Regions from separate parts of the Mus musculus genome. Here region 1 is linked to region 2. A link is a contact called in public promoter capture Hi-C data. All regions are on one chromosome and are shown on one strand. Each heading gives the region's core, a stretch centred on a gene start, on an enhancer-like site or on the middle of the called end of the contact. The rest is flanking DNA. Distances are from core to core; before and after follow the strand shown.

The links. Promoter capture Hi-C pulls out the DNA fragments that hold promoters and counts their contacts.
Region 1: a promoter capture Hi-C map of liver shows a contact between it and region 2, with 2.5 times the contacts expected there. The contact joins the promoter of Ppp1r3g here to the promoter of Fam50b in region 2. A contact is called at or near these places in 3 of 39 promoter capture datasets (embryonic stem cells, hippocampal neurons and liver) and 1 of 9 other capture datasets (embryonic stem cells).

The regions. Positions count from the first base shown.
Region 1 is chr13:35,965,514-35,970,700 of GRCm38.p6, reverse strand. It overlaps Ppp1r3g (protein phosphatase 1, regulatory subunit 3G), which reads right to left and starts at 2,795. Exons shown (of 2, transcript NM_029628.1): 1 at 2,719-2,795; 2 at 313-2,543. The coding sequence starts at 2,102. The coding sequence ends at 1,059.
Region 2 is chr13:34,731,919-34,736,994 of GRCm38.p6, reverse strand. Fam50b (family with sequence similarity 50, member B) reads right to left here and starts at 2,145. Exons shown (of 2, transcript NM_001382856.1): 1 at 2,087-2,145.

The sequences.
Region 1 (5,187 bases), core at 1,546-4,045, 1.2 Mb before region 2:
CTAGGGTTCTGCTATGCAGAGTGCCTGCCCTGTCTGGTTTGGAACAGTGCTTGCTGAGTGATCTTTGGCGCCACTGATTCTTCACTCCTTGTGTGCCTCTGAGAGGAGGAAGGCACCTTTCAGCCCCCAAACCCTGCACTTGGAGTGCAGCCTACAAGAGCCCAGCATCTCTGACTGCTAATGGCCCAGAGACTGGGACAGCTCCTCTGCACAAAAGGGTTTGGTACGGATGTGATGGGCTCTTGCAACTCACAGCCAAGGCCTGTGGCATTTTAATTCCTCCAACATTTTGCTATGGCAAGGGACCGAATACTTTTTACAAAACATTTTGAAGATTTTTATTCCCAGTGTGGGGAACTTGGACTATTCCACGTCATGAGAAAATGTGTTAATACTGTTGTTTCATAATTGTCACACTGCCGTGTCATCAGCCGAGCATCCTCTGACTGCCACGGACTCCCCAAAACCTCGGAAGGTAAAACATGAAACACAGAGAGGACACATGTTCACGCGGCCTTTACTTTCTTAAAAGACATTTGTATCCAATCACGGAAGAAAATACATCGAATCTGGGGAGGTGTTTCCAGAGCCCAGTTAAAAGGACAAGCTGACGCCCTCCTAGCCTTCTGAAAATCAAGCCTGGCTGTGAAGCTTCCACGTGTGAAGGCCTTCTTCTCCCACGTGGAGGTGGGCTGCCATGTCTTTCTCCTGCAGGTTTTCATCAAGGTGTAAGGACCAAGTCTCAAGTTAGAAACAAATCCCCAAGGTTCAGGGTCCCAGAGCCCTTTTCTTGGAGAGAGCCTCTCCCTGGGAAACGAGGATGTTCCTTATTTGGATGCAGGCTGAGAATTCTAAGAGGCGAGTAGAAAGGTCAGTGGAAGTGATGAGAAAAACACTGAGAACACTGCCAGAGCTTGCCGTGAATCTGCGCTGAGAGTGTATGGTTTAACATTTTACTCCTATCGCTCCACGCTCTGTCAATGCGTTGCTCAGCTAAGGATCCCCGGGGAGCCCTTGCTAGCTGGTCAACCTCTTTCCAAGTTCCGAAGTTCCCGGACTCAGAGCGGGTCTGTGGAGCACACATAGCGCAAGGTGTAGTTGGCCCCCTCGTTGTTGTCCCAGTATTCTCCCTGTTCGCAGCGGTAGCAGACGGCAAAATGAATAGCGACTCCCCACGCGCCAGCATCCTCCCCTTCTTTGGGCTGCAGACCCGGGGGCAGGCACAGCGAGAAGTGGAAACGCTCGGTGCCGGGCCCCTCCTCACTATCCTCAGCCTTTGATCCAGAGTCCCCTGACTGCAATGGAGGCAGGGGCTCCACTGACTCCGGGTCCAGCTCAGCAGGCACGTCCAGAAAGGTACGCCACTCCGTGAAAGTGTAGCGCACCGCCACTGCCCTGGGTCCGGGGCAACTGATCACTCGGCCAGAGCCGGTCACCTCGGCGCGGGGCGGCTGGGAGCACTGCACACGCTCCAGGCACACTCGCTGTCGCCGCAGACGCTCCTCCGCAGCGCGCAGCTCCGGGAGCTGGAAGTGGGGTCGGAGCCGGGCGCAGGGTACCAAGAGAGGATCAGGCATCGTTGCCACTGCCAGCAGCCCCCCGAGCTGCTGCAGGTCCTCGGCGCGCAGCGGGAAGCTGTGGAGACGGGAAAGTACGGCCGGGGGCACCTGAGGCTCCTCGGCCTCGCTGAAGTGCTTCACGCTGGCCAGGCTCAGTCCCAGGGAGTCGGCGAACTGCACGCGCTTCTTACACTTGGAGCAGCAGTCCCCAGCCGGCGCGCCACCCTCTGAGCTGGGCTGTCCCGCCTGCTGCCTCTGCTGCAGGAGCTTGGCCGCCTGCAGGATGGGGTCTGCGGGCAAAGAGAAGGAGCGCGCACGAGAGCGGCGATATTCCTGTAGCTCCTCCTGTTCCGGGAGAGCTGCCCCTTTCTGCGGCGACAGGGGCCGGTCCTGGAGCTGAGCATCAGGGATCGGGGTCTCAGAGGTGCCACTCTCCACGCAAAGGACCTCGGGGACCGACAGTTCCTCCGCGGATTGAGGGTCTCCGGAAGACGTAGAGCTGGACGCCTCGGATCTGTGTAGCTGTTCTCCCGAGGGATCCATGACAGTGTCCGATCCGGCCCCGGGTTTCGTCCTGCGGGAACCGCGGAGAGTCCTCTGGAAACTTTTATCTACTCCCGCAGCAGAAGGAGCGCATAGTGTCGGCTGGGCTTGCCTACCCTGGCAGAAAGCGGATTCGGCCTGGAACCTCCAGCTTTTAGCTGCTGCTGCCCGGGACCAAGAGGGAGGAGGATGCTGGCCTGCGGCTAGCTCCCAAGGGGAGGGCCAAGACAGGGAGGCGCGACAGCCAGAACACCTGAGAGCTACGTCCGTAGTGGAGACTAGGATTTCTGAAGGTCGTAGGCTAGCCGATAGCTTTGATCCACCCCGCGGCTGCTATGCGCGTCTGTATCCTCTGGGGTAGCTCTCAACTTTCAGAACTAGACAAAGTTTTCCAGCCTGTGAAGTTATTCTTCCGGAGGAGACGTCCTGGCTGTCACTGGCCTAGGGAATCCGCGATACAAGAATGTCATTAAGGCAAGCAATCGAGCGAAGTGCATCCCTTCCCTTTCATCCTGTATCCCCGAAACCGCTCGAGTCCCAGGTCGCATCTGTGTAGTTGTGCCCCTCAGTGGTTCTAAAAGCTGGAAGGCCGAAGCTACAGCTTCCACCTACTTACCTGGTGACCTTGCTGCTGCGCTTGAGCAGGGGACAGAGCAGGAACCCACCGGGAGCTCACTAGGCAGGCAGACAAGAGCACCCGGTGGCCATTGGCGCCTAGCACTAGAGCACGTCAAGGTCCTCCCGCCCCACCCCCACCCCCCTGTCCTCAAAGAAGAGGGCTGGCACCTCCCTCCATGGCTAAGCGCCTTCCTTCAGACTTGAAGGCATTCATTCCCCCCTCTCGCTTAGCCTGCGCCTGGCCTGCAACTGCCACCTCTCCTCCGCAAGGATCCCAGACCCTCTAAGGCTCAGTCAGGCCTTCTGGGGGTTGCCGGTCAAAACCCAATTGCCAGAAGACTAATGGAAGAACATCTCACTATATCCTGGCACTGGATACTTCCTTAAGTGTTGTATTGTGCCTTTGCCTTCCAGCTAACTTTGCCTTGATCAAGCTTCAACTGATAACTTCATCACCAAATGTCATGCCCACCTCCCATTCCCCCACCCCACCCCTCATATCTGATTCAGGGTGTCCCAGGCAGTTCTGAGAGAATTTCTAACAGGGAGATGCTGAGGACAGGCTCTGGGGACCACCGTTTAGGAGTGACTAACTGCCTCACCATGGCTGTGTGTATACTTACTTACACAAAAAAATTGGGGTTTTAGAAATATTGGTCCACAAATCAAGGAACAAAAAGCAAAGCTAATTTTCCCAGGCTTTTAAACTGGGCACGGTATAGCAGAATTTAAGGAGTCATCAATAGTTACTGATTTTAGTATCTATTGAGGACTCACAGGCTGCTCATCCCTCCCCAAGGCTGAGGGCCCCTCCCATGTGATCTTATGTGCACAAAACTTCATCACTCCAACTCAATGTAGCACACAAAGGATGGGAACATCTGTTCAGGTCCCAGAGCTGAGCTAAGGTCAGGTTTGACCCCAGGAAGTTGGAAAATTATTTTTATGGCCAAAGACCCTGAGCTAGAGAGGAATTTTTAGGAACAGGCCCCTCAGTCCCTTGGCTGGGACTTTCTAGTCATTAAGTGTCCAGTACAGTGTCCATATCTACATACTGAATCTGACAGTATGGGACTCCCAATCCAGATCTACCTAGAGTGCCCCCACCTCCAGCATCTACAAAATCTACAGCACAGGACACTTTTTTTTTAACGTGTAGATAGACATTGATATATTGTGATAATAAGTATAATGTTCACAAACTAGTTTGTTTCTTTGATTTTTTGAGACAGGGTTTTTCTGTGTATAGGGCTGGCTATCTTGGAATTCACTCTGTAGTCCATGCTGGCCTCAAACTCACAGAGATCTGCCTGCCTCTGCCTGAGATTAAAGGCGCACACCACCCCTGCCCAGCCTCAGACTAGTTTAAAAATGAACTAGGAACTTCAAAGAGATTTTGAGGTTGGAGTGAATTGTCTCCCTCACTTGGACAGATTCTCACACCCAGACAGTACCTTGTCTACTGCCAATGTTTTGATTCCCAGGTGAGTATCCAACAGTTCCATTCTGACACTGTTCTACCTGAAGATGGTGTCAGAGCCACAAGTTAAAGGCTGAAAAACTCACCATAAACCAGATGCAAATATGCAAATAAGGTGCTCAGGTTTCCACACTATTTGGTCAACTGGAAAATACAGATGTTCTGCTGAGGTGTGGCAGTTGGTAACTCACTAGAGTGGCTTACAGAATCGAAGAAACCCTTAATAACACATGGCTTATTGTGTAAGATACAACTAGGAAGAGCCAAACAGAAGAGGCACAAGGCAGAGTTCATGCATAAAGTGAAAATGTGCGACAATCCTTGCAAAAGTTTTGGAACTCAGGCTCCAGCCTCCCCTGTGAATGGAGGTTGGTGTCCATTCACTGGTTCTTTCTGGTAACCAGCTAATCTGGCTGCCAAGGTGTGGTGGTTTGAATAAGCTTGGCCCAGGGAGTGGCTCTCTTAGGAGGTGTGGCCATGTTGGAGGAAGTGTGTCACTGTGGGGTGGGTATTGAGACCCTCCTCCTAACCATGTGGGGGCCAATCTTCTAGCAGCCTTCAGATAAAGATATAGAACTCTCATCTCCTCCTGCACCATGCCTGCCTGGATGCTGCCATGCTCCTATTTTGATGATAATGAAATGACCCTCTGAACCTGTACACCAGCCCCAACTAAATGTTGTCCTTATTAGGGTTGCCTTGGTCATGGTGTCTCTTCACAGCAGTACAACCCTAACTAAGACACTAGGACTCCCAGTTTAAGTAGCCTCATTAGTCACTCAGATAATATATATATATGTGTGTGTGTGTGTGTGTGTGTGTATAAAATTTAATATGTTATATAATATATTACATAATTTTGATATATTATATATATTATAATATATTTGATTGTAACAAAATAACAAACACATAATTCCCCTTCACTTAGAGCTGAGTCCTAGGAGGTCCATATCAGCAACTAGGGACAGAAATGTACCTGCTACA
Region 2 (5,076 bases), core at 896-3,395:
CAACCATTTAGAATAATATCTTAACCTGTTCCATGGCCCATCACTATTCTTGCTACCAATGAGTAATAGAAAAATTAGCAAACAGGAATGACTTATAGGCCTATAACTTATACAGTCTATTTGCACTCTAGCAGTTGAGAACCTTTCTACAGTCAGGAAGAGCCTGCCTCAAATTGGCTTCAAAACTAAATAAATGACTAATAATGCACTTATCAGAAGCTATGTGAGGTCATGCGAACTATACAGGAGCTTGATTTAGAAGTTCAGCAATCTCCCTCCTTTCTGTTTCACCTTCAGCTTGCGTTCATGAGCCATAAGATGAGTAGAGCTGTTTCTAGAGGCTAGATGCTGTCTTCTCTGGTTCCTTAAGCTTTTGGCCCCAGATTTCCTGATTGGTTTCTCCTTGCTTTGCCCACTAATTGTGGACAGGTTGCGGTTAAAAATGGTAAATTGTCCTTTCAGGTAAGTCAATCAGGGTCTGCCCTTGAGCTGGGCAGGTGGAATCAAAATCATAGCATACATGAAAGAAAAGCATTTTGATCACTCATAATACAGGGAAGATGGAATTGGAACCTTTTGTTTTCTCTGAAGATAAGATCACAAAAGCATTACCTTATAAAGAGACAATGACATCGTAGTGTCAATAGACTGTATTTCAGTCAGTCAGCTTTCCGATACTGTAACAACATGCCTGAGATGAGAGCTTATGTGGGGAGTGAGGTTACTTTGACTCATATTTCTGAGAGCTTCACCTTATGGTCAATTGACCTCACTGTTTGGAGGCTGTAGTGAAGCAGTATGTCATAGCAGGAGTGCATAGCAGAGGAAGCTATGACAGGACAGCCAGGAAGCAGAGAGAAAGAGAAGGGCACCAGTGTCTCACAGTCCCCATTAGGTCCCACAACTTCAACATTCTACTGCAATCTAGAAGTGTCAATCTGGGACCAACACATTCCACTCCAAGTCTAGAGGACAGAAATGCTAGATACTATAGGAACTCTGGGGAGCCCTCTGAAATAAATTCCAGCACCATGGGATGAAGAAAGCATTTATCTAAGTCCTCCTTCCTAGTCTCTGTGGCTGATAGTCACTCTGGGTATCAACAGTTCTATATGTCAAGTTTACTGCCTCTGCATTGGAGTAGTCAGAGAGAGGGGGGGGAGAGGGAGAGAGAGAGGGAGAGAGAGAGAGAGGGAGGGAGAGAGGGAGAGAGAGAGAGGAAAGAGGGAGAGAGAGAGGGGGAGGGAGGGAGGGAGGGAGAGAGAGAGAGAGGGGGGGGGGAGAGAGAGAGAACAGACATCCTCAGGTACCCAGCATGAAGACACTTGGCTATAACCACCTACTGCTGCAGTGGCAGAAAAGAGGAGTTCAGAGCAATCTAGCAGAGACAAGAAGCCTTCAGTATGCTTTCAGTACTATAAGCTAACAGTATCAGACCTGAGTTAAGGAGGTGAGACTCATGTAATGGTTAATCTTGTCAACTAACAGGATTTGGAACCTTAGGATACACAGCTCTTGGCATGTTGTCTGGTGGGAGTATTTTCAGAAAGATTTAACTGAGGAAAGACAAACCATCTTGAACATGGCCTTACCATGCCCATGGGCGTGAGTCTCAGACCTAGTAGAAAGGAGAAATAGGGAAAGGCAGATGAACGCAGTCCTTATCTTGCTCGGCTTTCTGACTACAGAAACAACATGACTCCGTGCTTCTGCCAACTTGCTGTCAGGATTAAATGTGAGTCAAACAGTCAATCAAAATAAACCCTTTCCTCCTCCTTAGGTTGCTTTTGACACAGCAGTGAAAAGCAACCAATAGAGAGAACAAGCCCCAATTTCTATTTTCCTAGTGCATATGTCATAGCCCTTTAAGGCATCTTCCTCCTTCCTGCTAGTTTGTGATTCCTAAATTACAATAAAAATGTTGATATTATGTCACCGATAGGGCTCATTAGTCTCCCCTGCTTGCAGGATAATGGACAAATTCCTTTCCTCTAACATTCAACTCCCTTCACAATTGGTTTTACTCGAGTTTAAAGAGCTGTACCTCCCACATCTGCCCCAGCTGGATTCAAGCCAGTCCCCTCACCTTTTGATGTATGAGCCAAGACTCTTCCTTCTGGTGCTTTTGCGAATATTGTTTGTTCTAACTGACACAGAAAATATGCAAAACATTGGCCAACTGCTAGGGCAGGCTCTAACCAATCAGGACAGAGATTGGGCCAATCAGGTGGTGGTCATGTATAACTGCCGACTTGGACTGACTGATGGATGCAGTCCTGCTGCCAGCGTCTGATCTCCTGACAACTGAAATGCAATCCTCCCATGAAGTTTTCCTGGACTGTCGTTGCTCACTTGGGCCTTTGATTATTACAGATTAAATTTTTGTGTGTAGGTTGTTACTAAAGAGTTTACGTGATACACTAGTCTGAAAGTATTGGCACTCTCCAGACAGCATGATTTTATTGCCTTTTCATACAATAACTCATTAGTGATCTTAGCTACAGAGGAGACAGAAAGCTCTGACTCCATTTTGCATGTGGTATAGTATGGTTGATCAGAATAACTTTCAGGTTTTAGAAAAGCTTTTTAATTTCAAAATTTTATAAGGATATAAAATGATAGAACTTTATTCCTCAATAAATAAATAAATAGAAAAAAAAAGAGAAAATATTTCAGAGCTCACAACTTCAGTGTGGTGTTGTCTTAAAACTATTGAATATGGGGAAACTCTACAAAAGCCCTCTAACTGGGGCAAGAAACCTAGTAATTTCTTTCATGTGTGAGCTACTCAATTTCAAGGGATTTCAAATTTCTATGAAATGTTCTTCTTTGTTTGTTTGCTGTGTTTTTGTTTTTGTTTTTGAGACAGAGTCTTCCTATGCAGCCCAGGCTAGCCTCTAACTTCCAATCTTCCTGCCTCAGCCTCCATTAGCAGTGGATATGCTACACCATGACTCAATTCTTTAAAGTGCTCTTTAAATAGCTGTTGGATACATTCCTGGAAGCCACCCAATACCACAATGACTAACAACATTTTAATCTTGACACTCCTACTGAGGGGTCTTGCCCTCGAATCTCTTAGTCTCTGTCCCCTGAGTCTGCTTGGTGAGCTGGTTATATTCACAGGAAGGCTTACTAATTGCCATGTTCTTTCCTGGGCTATTTCTCTTTTCAGTCTGATGCCCACTGTAAAATGTCCAGCCCAGCAGCTATGTCCTGCGCTGCAATCATAATAGCCAGACATGAGCATGTTTGCCTCCATTTGATCGAGCTTCTGATGGTTGTTAGGCATCCATCTGGTAAGGGATAATTTTGGGAAAAGCCGTTGTATTTTCCTTCTGGGTGATGAGACTAAAACTAAGCTATCTAAGAGTGGGGCATTTGTGTAGTATAGGTTCTTCTCCATGTGGTATGGAGCAGTATGCCTCTTTGCTGTAGCAGCACGGGCCCCGTTCTGCTATTGGTTGATAAGACATGATACTCAGACTGAGCAAGTTGCCTTAGGGGAAAGTAAGGGAAATCCATGGGATCGATCCTGGTAGCACTGTCTTATGGGCTGATATATTTCCCTAATGAATGTGGCCCATCAAGGGAGTATATATAGGGACTGCCTTAGAATGGCTGATGGACCAGAGAATATACTGAAGTCCCTGAAAGCGCTGTGTGTACCGAACAGGATTATATGGAAGACAGGCAGAAATTTCACTGCTCCCGCGGGAGGTAATAAGACAATTGAGGCAGGCTCAGCTGTCTGCTCAGAGAGAGCTTACCCAGATTAGAAAGAATGATAGTTTGAAAATAAAATGCTGATGCCAACTTTCACCTTAGCCTCCAAATTGTCAGGTAATATGGAGGAAAGGGGGTGGGTGGGCGGTGTCAAACTGACTTAGAAAAGGTAGTGAGAAGAGATGAGGATAGGCTTGCCATTTCTTATTGCTTGGGGAAGGCACGAGGGAAAGAGGGTACAAGTTAGATCTGCACTAAACGGTTCCTGCTTTGATCCAAAAAGCTTGGACCACATATGAAGAACCAGGCAGTGAGAGGGGAGGAAGTGAGTTTGAAATGATGGTGAGGAGGCTGAGCATGAGTGAGGCAGTGTGTGATGCACAGTCCACTGAGCCAGGCAGGACTGTCTTCTCCAGAGACTTGAGATGGTAATTAATTGAGCAGGGACCTCAGGGTGGGGCTTTTGTAGTTCTGTGACACCCCTCCCCCCTCCCCCCGGCACACACACACTGCAAAAGCTTTCATTTATATTGTGGTAACCTCTGACTTTACATTTAGAAAAAGATCTGAAAAACATGTAAGCAAACCTGAAGAAGCAACATAGAAAATCAGCTCACACAGGGGGCAGGGTCTGGACAGCAATGGCATACTGAGGAGTGAGTGTTAACATCCATTCCAGTAAGTTTGTGACGACAATCTTACACCGTCCTGTGCCTGTGAGATTAATACAGGTGCTGCTGCTTTGGGTGTTCCCAAGGTATGAGTGTCCTTTCCAGATCCCTCTTTGCTCAAGTTGCTAGTTTGTATAATTTGATTTTAAAAAAGAGGCTCCCTGTAAGATTGGGACAGAAAAGTTCAAGCAGCTTTGAGTAAGCTGCCATCCTTCTCTGATAGGTTAATCTGCTCTGTGTCCAGATAACCCAGTGCTCTCTTGTGTTGGAAGCTGGTAAAAACCCAGGCAACTATAATCTGAGGGTTCTAAGAGGAAACAACCCGAGGAGATAGTCTCAAGATGCCCTGATGAAAAGGGTATTAGCACAGCAATGCTAGAGCCACATAGAGGGCAACAGGTAGACTCCATGCCTGGTTCCATACAGCAACAGTAAAATCAGTTTATCCAATTAAGGGTCGGATTGATGGTGTTCCGGCCAAGCCTCTTTTGAAAGGTGACACAGAACTGAACTCTGCACAAGTGTCATGCTATGCATATTTGCAGCATGATGGTGCAGGCCCAAATGTCCACTAGTTGCATGGTTTCACATCACTGAGTTTCCCCCACTAACTGAACTAACAGCCATACAAGACAAGGTACTAGAAGGAATACTATGCCCAGACCTTTAAATGCCTAGC